Linked DNA regions of Sus scrofa: region 2 is linked to region 1. A link is a contact called in public HiChIP or PLAC-seq data. All regions are on one chromosome and are shown on one strand. The core of a region is the stretch at or near the end of the contact, and the rest is flanking DNA. Distances in the headings are between cores, read along the strand shown.

Region 1 (5,493 bases), core at 1,459-3,958:
GTTAGGACTCAGACCTATCACTTGGGGGGACGTAACACCAGCCGTGTGACCTCAGGCAGGGTGTTTATCCCCTGGTGCCCCCTCCTGTGTATCTTGGGGACAGAGTGAACGTGTCTGCCTCCCAGTGGGGAGTGGAAGAGCCCCTCGGGTAGGGTTCAAGAGCATCAGTCGTATCTGGAAGCTACTGTAAAGTGCTGACTCCCAGGCCCTTCTGGCTCCCCTGAGTTGGAATCTGCCTTCTCACAAGCGCCACCCCCTCGCCCCCCCACCCCCCGCCCCCTCCACCCCCCATGGTTCCTGTATTGAAGCTCACAGGGGAGGGAAAGGGTTTGCACAGAGCTGGCAACAGTGGGAGCACTTCATCCATGTTGGCTGTTATTTCTGATTTTTTTTTTTCTGCTGCCCTCGGCGGTTGCAGCCAACACACACAACGGTGAAGAAACCAACAAGGCATGATCCCTGCCCCCAGGGAGCCAGAGCTCAGTGAGGAAAGCAGCCACCTAGAATTTTCTTGGTGCAGAGACACGGTTTCATGTGATGACTGGGTTTTGCCAAGGATGCGGCAGGCCCTGAGTGCCAGGGAGGCTGTGGTACCCAGCTGTGCACCTGGCACCAAGGCCAGTTCATCTCCTCCTCAGCCAGATGCGTGGTTGCCCAGGCAACCAGCTGATGCTCCAGAGATGATGAGCGGGACACTGTGCCCGAGTTTCTGCCGTTTCCTTGGAAGCAGTAACGGCTGCGGGGAGACCGCCCGCAGCGGGCGCTTAGAGAGCAGAATGCCAGACTCTTCCTCCTCTTTCAGACAAATTGCCCGTCTCCCCAGGACCCGGCTTTCCAGGCAGATGTCAGCTGGATGCCCAGCTGCAGCCAGTCTGGAACTGCCCCTGGGCTCAACTCCCCAACTTAAAGGCTTCTTGTTCATTTCAGAAGGAGGTGGCAGCATCGATCAAGGCAGGAAAAGCACTCAGATGTGTCTCTCAGCACAGTGGTCGGGGCCTCGGGGTCCAAAGCTGGACCAAGGCCCCAACTTCAGCTCTGGCTCTTAAGAGATACTTGACTTCACCTCTCTTGGCCTCAGTTTTCTTATCTATAAAATGGAGCGAATGACACTGCTCACATTGTCCAGTGGCTGTGACAATTTTAGAATTTGTGTGTATAAAGCCCCTTCACACAGGGGTGGTCTAGCGAGCGCCCTCCAGTGCGATAACAGTTAATGCTCTTGTGTCACTTGTCACAACCTATTTTGCAGGTAGTGGTCCCTGGATATGGTGAGCTCTGGGCACGTGGCGGCCGGTATTGTCAGAATGAGTGGCTTTGTTGGAATAAGTTGAGCCATGCCTTACCCTCCAGCCGACAGGGCAGTGCCAGGGCTAGGCTTGTGTTTCCTTTTGTGTCCCTTCCTCCACTCCCTGCTCCTCCTAGAGCCCAGGCCCCACTCAGAGTGGATGTCCTGACACCCATCCTAGAAAACCCAGGCCCCTGGAAGGATATTCATGGATTAATCCATCAGCTGAGTACTTGGACCAGCAGTAACAGTTCAGGAACTGAATTGGCTCAGCTGGGGTCTCTGTGCAGGATGCAGATGGAGGCTGAGAGGTTATGAACTGGTCTTAGGGTGATGGTCAAGACTTGAGGGCCAAATGGGCAGTTGAGAGATGACTCAAGGGCCAGTCACAGGCCTGGGTTGTATCTGAAGGCAAAGTGATGCTTGATGGTCAAAGGCTTTCACGGAAGCCATTCTGGAAGACTAAAGAGAACGTCAAAAATGCACCCCCCTGAGTGTCGGGGGCCCCCAGAAGCCCCCTGGCTTAGCGGGGATGGTGAGTTACCTGGCACGTTCAGCATCCCCAGCCTCGGCGAGTCTTGAAAGAGTGAGGCCATCAAAAGCCCCCACCTGGGAATCAGGGAAGCCAAAGAAGTCCCCCTCTTGGTCATTCTCCCTGTATGCAAGGGGCGCTCAGGGACAGCCCCCGTAGACCCCAGGGGGCAAGTTGGAGGAGATGGGCAGGGTGCCACTGACACACTGGCCCCAGCAAATCAGCGTTGCCTGAGTTACGGGAGAGGCAGTGAGCACACCGCTGGTCCTCTGTGGCGTGAGCAACAGAGGGAACTCCAAGACCTGAGGAGAGCCTGCCCAGCAGAACTTTCTGCGGTGGTGATAGTGTTCTCTTTCCGCGCCGTCTGGTGTAGCAGCCACTGGCCACATGTCTCGCAGCTGGAAGATGGCTAGTGGGACCAAAGCACTGACTTTTTAGCCATGTTTCATTTTTATTAGATTCCCTGGAAGTGGCCACTTGGGGCTCTCATGCTGAGCAGCACAGCTGGGGGACATCCCCTGGAAAGAAGTCGTCAAAGCCAGCCGGGCTCCCGCCAGGCTCCTTTTGCTCAGCGGCTCCAAGAGCTCCCTTGCAGCCTTTCCTTTAATGATGGGTGGGGGGAGCATGCGTGCTTGTGCGAGCCTCCTCGGAGGCTGCGGCAGGCGGCAGCGCGGCAGCCCCAGCACAGGGAGGCGTGCTTCCAGCACGTTCTGAGTCACACCTCTCCTGGCGAGGGGCACCTTCCCGGTGACAGCTTGTCTCCCGTGGAGAAGCCACCAGGCTCTGCTCTCCGAGGCCGGAGAACCCGGGCGTCTGTGGCCGCCTGTGCTGTGGGAGCCGTTGCTGGAGAGATGGCGGCTGTTGCCCAGGTAACGCCCCTCCCAGCCGGCCGCGCAGAGGGCGAGGGCTGCAGTGGAGTGGCTGGCTCTTCCGCATGCACGGGAGGCGGGAGGCTCTTCCTGCCAGGCGCTGTTGTTTCAGGGGCGGGTGGGGCTTAGTCACAGATACCAGCAGCCCTCCTAAGTCCTGCCTGCTCTGGATCACTCACCCTCAGGACTTGGTAGGTGCTAACAATGAGAGCTGCTCTTTAGCCAGGAGGGGGGCTAAGTGTAGCTGTCATCTGGTGGAACAGGCACAGCAAGCCTTTGATAGTGGTTGTTCTCCTCCCACGTTGCAGGCGAGGAAAGTAAGGTGCCGGGAATAGCCTGTAAGTTCCGTGAGCGCTGGGGCCTCTCTGCTTTGCTCAGCATGGGTGTCCTGAGCGCCGAAGCCCATGCTTGGCCCCCCACAGTGCAAGGTTCCGGTCATTATTGTAGGGCGATTGGCTCGATGGATAATGCGCGGGTAGGTGATGGATGGGTAGGTGGCTCGGTGGTGGGGCGGATGGATGGGAAGATGGATTAAGTGAATGGGAGGATGTGTGAATGAAGCAGAGCTGCGATGTGAACTGAAGGCTGCCGGTTGCAAAACCTGCGCTCCCACCACGAACTGCCTCTGGCTTTGCTTCAGGTCCCCCACCTGCCTGGGTTGGGATTTCTTTTTAAAACGTCTTAATTTTACGGTGAATTACATACCGTAACCCCCCCCCCCATTGTCAGCGTATGATTCGGTGGTTTTAATAAAGGTGTACAGTTGGAGAGTATTTCCATCGTCCTAAAAGGCGCCCTCATATCTGTGAGCAGTCTAATCGCTATTGCCAGCCCCCCACCCCGGGCAATAACTCTTTCACTTTCTGTCTCTATCAATTTGCCTTTTCTAGACATTTCATATAAAAGGAATCATCCGCTATGTCTTTTGCATCTGGCTTCTTCCACTTAGCAGAAGGTTTGTGAGGCTCCTCTGTCTCGTGGCATGCAGGAGTAGTTCCATCCTTTTTACTGCCAAATACTATTCCATTGTCTGGATATACCATGTCCTGCTTACCCATTCATCAGTTGATGGACATCTGGGTTGTTTCCAGTCTGGTGCTGCTGTGAATAATGCTTCCGTGGCCACTGGTGTGCGTGTCTTTATGTAGAATCTGTTTTTATTTCTCTTGAATAGATTTCCAAGAACAGAATTGCTGGGTCATATGGTAAATTTGTTGAACGTTTTAAGAGACTGTCAGACTGTTTCCCGACGGTGCTGTCCTGATTCTTGGTCCCGGCTGCAGTGCACGGGGATCCCAGCTTCTCCACAACCTTGGCGACCCTTGGTGACATCCTTTCTTTTGGTGACAGCCAGCCTGGCGGGGTGGAGCCATGTCTCTTAATGGTCTGAGCCTGCGTCTCCCTGACGGCTCGTTATCCTGACCTGCGTTGTGCTCTCACTTCTTGGCTGGGCTTGACCTTTTCAGCCGTGGGTTGGTGACCTTTTTCTTTAAAGGCTCAGATCACAAATGTTGGGGGCTGTCTGGCCCACATTCAATTCTGTCACATATTCTTTGTTCAAATGGATCCGGCAGCCCATCCACGCCAGACATGGCAAGAGGCTACCCACCCCTCCCAGTGAAGCGGGCTCCGCAGAAGGTCCACACTGCACAGCCAGGGGCTGGGCTCCTGGGAGTCGGGGTTCTCGAGGCGCGTCCCCATCCTGGCCCCACCGTGATTCATCACCACATGAGCTCATCAGAGTTCCTGGGATGAAATGTGTAATTTGTCACCCACGGCAGAGAACCTGGGCCCCCACGGTCCTGGCAGGCCTCTCTCTGCCCTGTGGCTGCCCTGTGCCAGGGCTCAGAGCCTTTTCTGGTGATCAGCCACCTTCCTGTCACCTCTCAAACAAACTGGTCCTGCTGTACAGCACAGAGAACTCTATCCAATCACTTGTGATAGAACATGATGGCAGATAATATAAGAAAAAGAACGTGTACATGTGTGTGACTGGGGCACTTTGCAGTATAGCAGGAATGGACAGAACTTTGTAAATCAACTATAATAAATTTTTTTTCAAATTAACAAACCATCTGCCCTCAGGTCTCTGCCTGAGGGTCTGCTCCTGGGGCAGGTCCCCCCCAGGGTTGCTGTGAGGATGGACGGAGATGCTGCCCCAAAGCGCTCGGCATGGTGCCTGGTACGGTGTAGTACATGCTCATTAAACATGACCCCTTGTCCGCCGCTGGGAGCTTCTGGATTTGAGTGTAGCTTCTGTGACCACTCTCCCGGGGATCCCTCCTAAGCCAGGGCTCAGGTGCTCGTGGGAAGGCTTTGTCTAACCCAGTCCGTCGAGGGGGCTGTGTTGGTGAGCCCGAGGCTGGGGGTTCGCGGGAGGCTGTACTGGGGCTGACGGCGCCTGGGGACCTCGCCGTCTCGGTGCTCTCGGAGCGTGGAGAGCTGGGGATCTAGGGACGGTACTCACTGCCGCCCGCCCCCACGGGCAGGCTGTATTCAGCGGCGTTGCAAGGAGGGCCGGCTGGACAGTGTTTGCCCGGGATTAATGATCGCTCTTTCTAGGTTGTGGGATTTTGAGGCCTTTTTTCATTTATCCTCTTCCTTGTGCTTTTCAGCGGGGTTTAAATTTCTTGCAGTGAACATGCCTCATTTTCATGAAAAGAATGAAGTCATTATTCTTTCAAAAGTAAACAACTTGCAGCTGATTAGAAGAGAGGGCGCTTAAAGCCCAGGCCTCATTCTAGTCTAGAATCTACTGTGGGAAGACACCGCGGTACGCCGTGTGGTTTTCTCTGAGGCTTAATGTA
Region 2 (5,254 bases), core at 2,646-5,145, 170 kb before region 1:
AAACTCGAAATACTAATGTGCATATCAGATAAGTTCAGATGGTACAGCAGGGGATACAAGGAGAAACGAAGCGTCTCTCTTATTCCGTGCCTCCTCAACCCCAAGCTCTCCTCGCTGGCCAGCCCCGCTGGCCCTTCCTTGGGCATCCTTGCTGACCATGCTGGGCAGTTACACTCGGGTCTGGGCCGTTCTTATTGTCGGGACAGTCTACTTTGGAGGTCGTTCGGGCTCTGGGCAGGCGCAGCGGCTTTTCTGGGCTGCATGGTGCTCCGTTAGAGAGGGGCACGATCGAAAAGTAGTAGTTCATCCCCTATCACTGGACGTTTAGGTTAGTCCCAGGCTTCTGCTGTTTCACGCAAGATGCTTTCTGTTTTTATTGAGTGGCGTTGTTTCTGTTTTGACCATTGGAATGTCTTCTGCCTGCTTCTCTGGTGAGTGTTAAAATATTTAGTCCCATAGTGCTTTGCAGGGGTGAGCTGACCCTCCCTCGGAGGGGGGAAGGGCAGTGCCGCCCGGGGTCATTGCTGTCTGCAGTCATGCTTGGGTCTGGCTCACTGTCACTGGCGAGGGAGCCTCTGGAAGCTCTGGCCACCTGGCTGCACCAGGAGCTGATCCCGGGAGAGCAGGGGGCTCTGACTGGTCCTGCTGACCTCTGCCCCGAGGACAGGGGTCTGCACGGCCAGGGTGGCTGTTTCCTGACTCCACTTGAGAGCATCGTTTTTGTCCCCAGTCTTCCTGCTTCCCCAGGATGAAGCCAGGCTGCCCAGCCCCGTGGTAGAGAAAAGGAGGAAGTGACAGTGTCTCTTCCCTGCTTCTGGCTCTGGTGACAAGGCACCAAGGGAGGCCATGCGCGTTCGAAAGGAAGCGTGGCTGATACCAGCAGAGCCCTGTCAGAGGGTGGTGGGCAGGGGAGTGTGTGTGTGCACATGTGCATACGGGAGAGATCTTTGGGTCTGTGGCGGCAAAGGGGACCACAGAGTACACGTTTTTGGTGCTGAAATTTTGGTTGTGCTGAAATTCAGCGTTTGGTAGCCATTCCTTACGCCTGCCGCAGGCAAAGCATTTATTCCGCCATTGAGGTGGATGGAGGAGACCAGCCAGACCCAGCAGAGGGGTCAGACAGACAAGCCTGAATCCTGCCCCTCCAGCATCCTCGCTGGCGAGTGACCTTGGGCAGGTCACCTCATCTCTGTCCTTATTGGTGAAATTTGCATTATGGGGACTTCCTCTTCTCATGATGTCAGGGTTAGGTGACGTATGGCCTGGCCGTTCATTTAGCAGATACATATCTCTGTTCTAGGCACTTTGACGGAAAGCAGCGCCTGCCCCCCTGGCGCCTCTTGGGTGACAGGCAGGAGATCACGAAGCAAGGAAATAGAAAATCTGTCCGGTGGCGACGGGCCATGGAGAACACAAAGCAGCGTGTGGTCGGGTCTGGAGGCTTGGGGACTGAGAGCCGTGCTGCGTCACACGCTGTGTTCAGGGACAGAGGTAGTCGGTGCTGGGAGAGCCGTCCTGGCAGAGAGGATGGCAGGTGCAAAGGTCCTGAGATCAGACTTAGAGGTCACCCAGGGGCGTGCTGGCACTTAGTACCTGCTCCTGCCTTCCAGGAGCTCTTAGCGGCTATTAAAAAATATTTATGAGCACCCAGTATGTGCCAGGCGTAGAGGCAGCTCCCTCCCCGTCCCATGGAGCTTCCTTCATTTCTAGCACTTCTGGGTGTGTGTGTGTCTTATTTATCCTGGCTCTTCCCTATAGTGAAGAATAGCCTTGGAGCAGAGCTGTAAGAGACTCTTAAATTACAAAGCCCAGCAGAACTTTTGAAAAGCAACTCCCTTTGTCCACACTGTGTTACAAAGGTTCTAGGATCTAGAACACACCAATCATTGAGTTCGCCTCTGGCTTTTTTCCGATGGGGAAGCAGGGAGGGCCAGCGTGTTGCCCAGAGACCCTTCCACATGACTCAGCAGCTGGGCTGGGATTCACACCCAGGACTCCAGCTCCCAGTGCCTCCAGCGCCTTCCTTGGTCACTGCTTCTCCCGCTTTCAAGCTGCTATCGGGAATGATATGATCGGGAAAGCGTATAAAGATTAGGCTGAGTAAACTCACTCTGGAGGAAGCAGAAGAGCTGGATTCCCCGGCAGGACAGGGCAGTGGAGGCTCCCCTGGGGCCGGGGTCATCAGGAGGGAGGAGCTGGCGGTGGAACTTGGGAGCAGTGTCCCGTGTCCTAGGCTGGTCCCAGGCTCTTTGAGGCCTAGAAACGCTGCGAGTAGGAGCACACAGTCTGGGGGAAGCCCACGCCGCCTCCCGGCCCCTCTTCTGTGCAGCCAGGTGCATCGGATCGCCGCCCACGCCCGTGCGAGGCTCCGCGAGCCGGAGAGCCATCCCTGTGGATGCGGCCCGGCCACGGGCAGGTGGGCTAAACTGCCGCAACAACCAGCCCCCAGATCCGCAGCACAATTACTTCTTTCTCATGTCCCGGGCTGGTGGGAGTTTCTGCCCCTCCAGGGCCTTGTGGGCTGGGGGCTGGGGACGGAGAGGCAGTCCCCCGCAGAGCCACCTCTAGGCCTAGCCTCTGTCTTTGGCCACAGCTCAGTCTCGTGGCCGTCCCCGTAGCGGGGGCTGGGGACGAGGGTCTGCTGTGTCCAGGAGACAGGAGACCGTGGCATGACCGCAGCTCCCACCCCAGGACCGCTGGGACCCTGCAGTGGTCTGGAGGTCTCCAGGGTATCAGCAGCAGAGCCGCTTCCCTGGAAAGGACATTCCGACAGCCTGGTCTCTTCTGGATCCTGGCTTTGAGCTTGATGGCAGGTCAGGAAAGTGTGCAGGCTTTCTGAAAGTTTGAAGTCTATTCCGAGCTTTGAGTGGGGAGGAAAGCCGGATCAGTGGGCCTATTGCCGTCACGATTACAGTGACACTTACTGTCTGCCCGCTGAGTTCCAGGCACTGTGCTCGTTGAATTAGTTTTCCCAACAGTCCTAGGGGGTAGATGTCACTCTTCTCACTTGACAGGGGCTGCAGCAGCAAGACTCAGGCAGGAGAGCTGGGAGGAGGTGGGGCTGAGAGGCCAGGCAGGTCTGCCCCGCGCTGGAGAGTGTGTGTCCATGAATGTATGTGCATCCGTTCTATATCCATAGAATGATCTCGGCCTCTCGCAGAGACATCTTAGCTGAGAATCAGTGGGCTTAGCAGTTTCGTGTTTGGCAGACATCCCCTTGAGAATTTATCAAGTGAGTTCGGGGAACTGGTGTTGGGAAGGGGCTGCCAGGTGTTTGTAAAGGCTGAGCACCAGGTATGAAGCCTGTAAATCAAGCACCAAGCAGATACTGTGTGTGCAAAGGAGTTCCCAGATACCGCGTTTGCAAAGGGAGTACTCGCAGGTACCGCACTTCGGAATTAAGTACCCCTGGGTGCTGGGCTTACACGGTGGGTGTACACTTACAGAGTGACATGTGCTCCGTTCCCCAAGGGCTTCAGGTTGAACTGGGGTACACTCCAAATTCGGGTACCCTACGGGAGCCCATATCCACGGAGGGATTTAGACCTGTTCTCCTGTTTGGAGGAAGAGGTGCTGCCATGGGGCCAGGTGCTTTTAGAAAGGACTTTGTGGGAGAGACACACCTGGATGGAGAGAGGTCAGGTCGGGAGGGGAGTGAGGGGATGGGCAGAGGGGAGGGGACAGCGAGCAGTGGAAGGGCCCAGAGCAGTAGGGGCACAGTGAGAGCACGGGAGGTAAAGCTGGAGGCAGGGTCGCGTCTCAGAGTGGGGCCACGAGGTCAGTGCGGGATTCACCAGGACATGCTTGAGCCGGGAGGGCCCTGATCATGACGCAGAGGGACAGGGAATCGGCCACCAGCTGGGAGCCCGGGACGCCCCCGAATGGAAGCTTTGGGAGTGCAGGGTCTGAGTCACTGGGCCAGATGTTAGTCACAGTACTGACCACTGCAGCAGCCACTCTCAAGGGTTCCTTTGCTGGGAGCTGTGCTAGGTGGTTACGTGGGTGATCCGCACAACTGCCCAGCGAGATGCTTTAACTCTCTCCATTTTCCGCCTGGGGCCCTGAGGCTGTGAGCAGATGAAGGCGTGAAGGAGTGAGCAGCTGCATGGGCCCAGTCAGGTGGGCCCTCCGGCTGGAGCGGTCGGGGACGAGCCACGTTCAGACCTGCGCCCTGTGCGTCCTTGTAACCCCCCTTGGCTCTTTCACCCACCCAGTGTCCAGGGGACCCGCGTGTTGCCCAGCCCTTGGCGCGTGCAGCTGGCCGTGGGGTGGACACAGGCCCGTGGGTTCTTGGCCCCCCGCTGAGCCCCTGAAGCCGCTCCAAACAGAGGCCTCAGGTGCTTTCCGACCCCAGGCCTGAGACCTCTGCGGTGAGCTTTGGCTCCCAGGGCTTTTCTTCTGGAACCTTCCTTCCTGGAGGCCTGGGCGGAGGGCCTAGTGTGGCCTTGGGGCTCTTGGGCCAGGGGCACTGTCTGGCTGAGGCAGGCAGCAGGGCCTTCCGCAGGCCAGTGGGCTGTGGGGTGCTGGGGGCAGGGTGCCCCATTGGAAAGGGGAACAGTGACTTGCTGACGTCTGTCTGTTGCTTTGGTTGGTTTGTGTTTCATGACCCTGTGACTGAGGCTTGCCTTGGGGGTGGGAAAATGAAAGAGCTTGACCTGTCCCAGGAGCTGGGTGGCTCCTGGGCTTGGGGCGTCCAAGCAGGGGCAGCCTGCGGGCTCAGCCCATCCAGGACTGGCTGGTGGTGGCCGCAAGCGGAAGCCATCATTTCCTCCAGCCATGCTGAGTCCCTGGGGTGTATCTCTGCACTTAATTCTCACACCAGCCCGAGGCTCCTGATCACAGACGGGGAAACCAAGCCCTGAGAGTTTGAGGTTGCACAACTGGAACCCAGAAGCCTGGCCCCAGAGCCCAAGGCCTTCACAGAGCGTGGTGCCTCCTTGCTGGGTTCGAGCACAGGCACCTGGGCAGTCGGGACTGGTCACCAGCAAAGCTGTGAGCGCTGCAGCTGACGCTTAGACGGAGCTTACTCTTCTGAGCCCTTCACAGAGATGAGCTCTTTGCCTTTGCATTTTTCTAAATTGCACTAAAGGAAGTTCTGCTGTGGCTCAGTGGGTTAGGAGCCAGACTAGTATCCATGAGGACGTGGGGTTTGATCCCTGGTCTCGATCAGTGGGTTAAGGATCTGGCATTGCCGTGAGCTGTGGTGTAGGTCGCAGACGTGGCTTGGATCTGGCGTTGCTGTGGCTGGGGTGTA

Evidence for each region. HiChIP or PLAC-seq counts read pairs in DNA pulled down with a chosen protein or histone mark.
Region 2: a contact with region 1 is called in an H3K27ac HiChIP or PLAC-seq map of alveolar macrophages. The contact joins two enhancer-like sites. A contact is called at or near these places in 1 of 5 promoter capture datasets (fetal liver), 1 of 47 Hi-C or Micro-C datasets (liver) and 1 of 2 datasets of contacts at active chromatin or transcription factors (alveolar macrophages).

Annotation. Positions count from the first base shown.
Region 1 is chr6:6,702,991-6,708,483 of Sscrofa11.1, reverse strand. All of the region lies in intron 3 of CMIP (C-Maf-inducing protein), which reads left to right. Among named protein-coding and RNA genes, the nearest start is that of PLCG2, 100 kb to the right of the region's middle. Within about 2 kb of position 2,708, at least 38 of the 83 cell types and tissues checked have an H3K27ac peak or open chromatin away from gene starts, as enhancers often do. A contact at or near this core is called in alveolar macrophages and fetal liver, where this site is marked.
Region 2 is chr6:6,870,547-6,875,800 of Sscrofa11.1, reverse strand. All of the region lies in intron 1 of CMIP (C-Maf-inducing protein), which reads left to right. Among named protein-coding and RNA genes, the nearest start is that of CMIP, 8.7 kb to the left of the region's middle. Within about 2 kb of position 3,895, at least 24 of the 83 cell types and tissues checked have an H3K27ac peak or open chromatin away from gene starts, as enhancers often do. A contact at or near this core is called in alveolar macrophages and fetal liver, where this site is marked.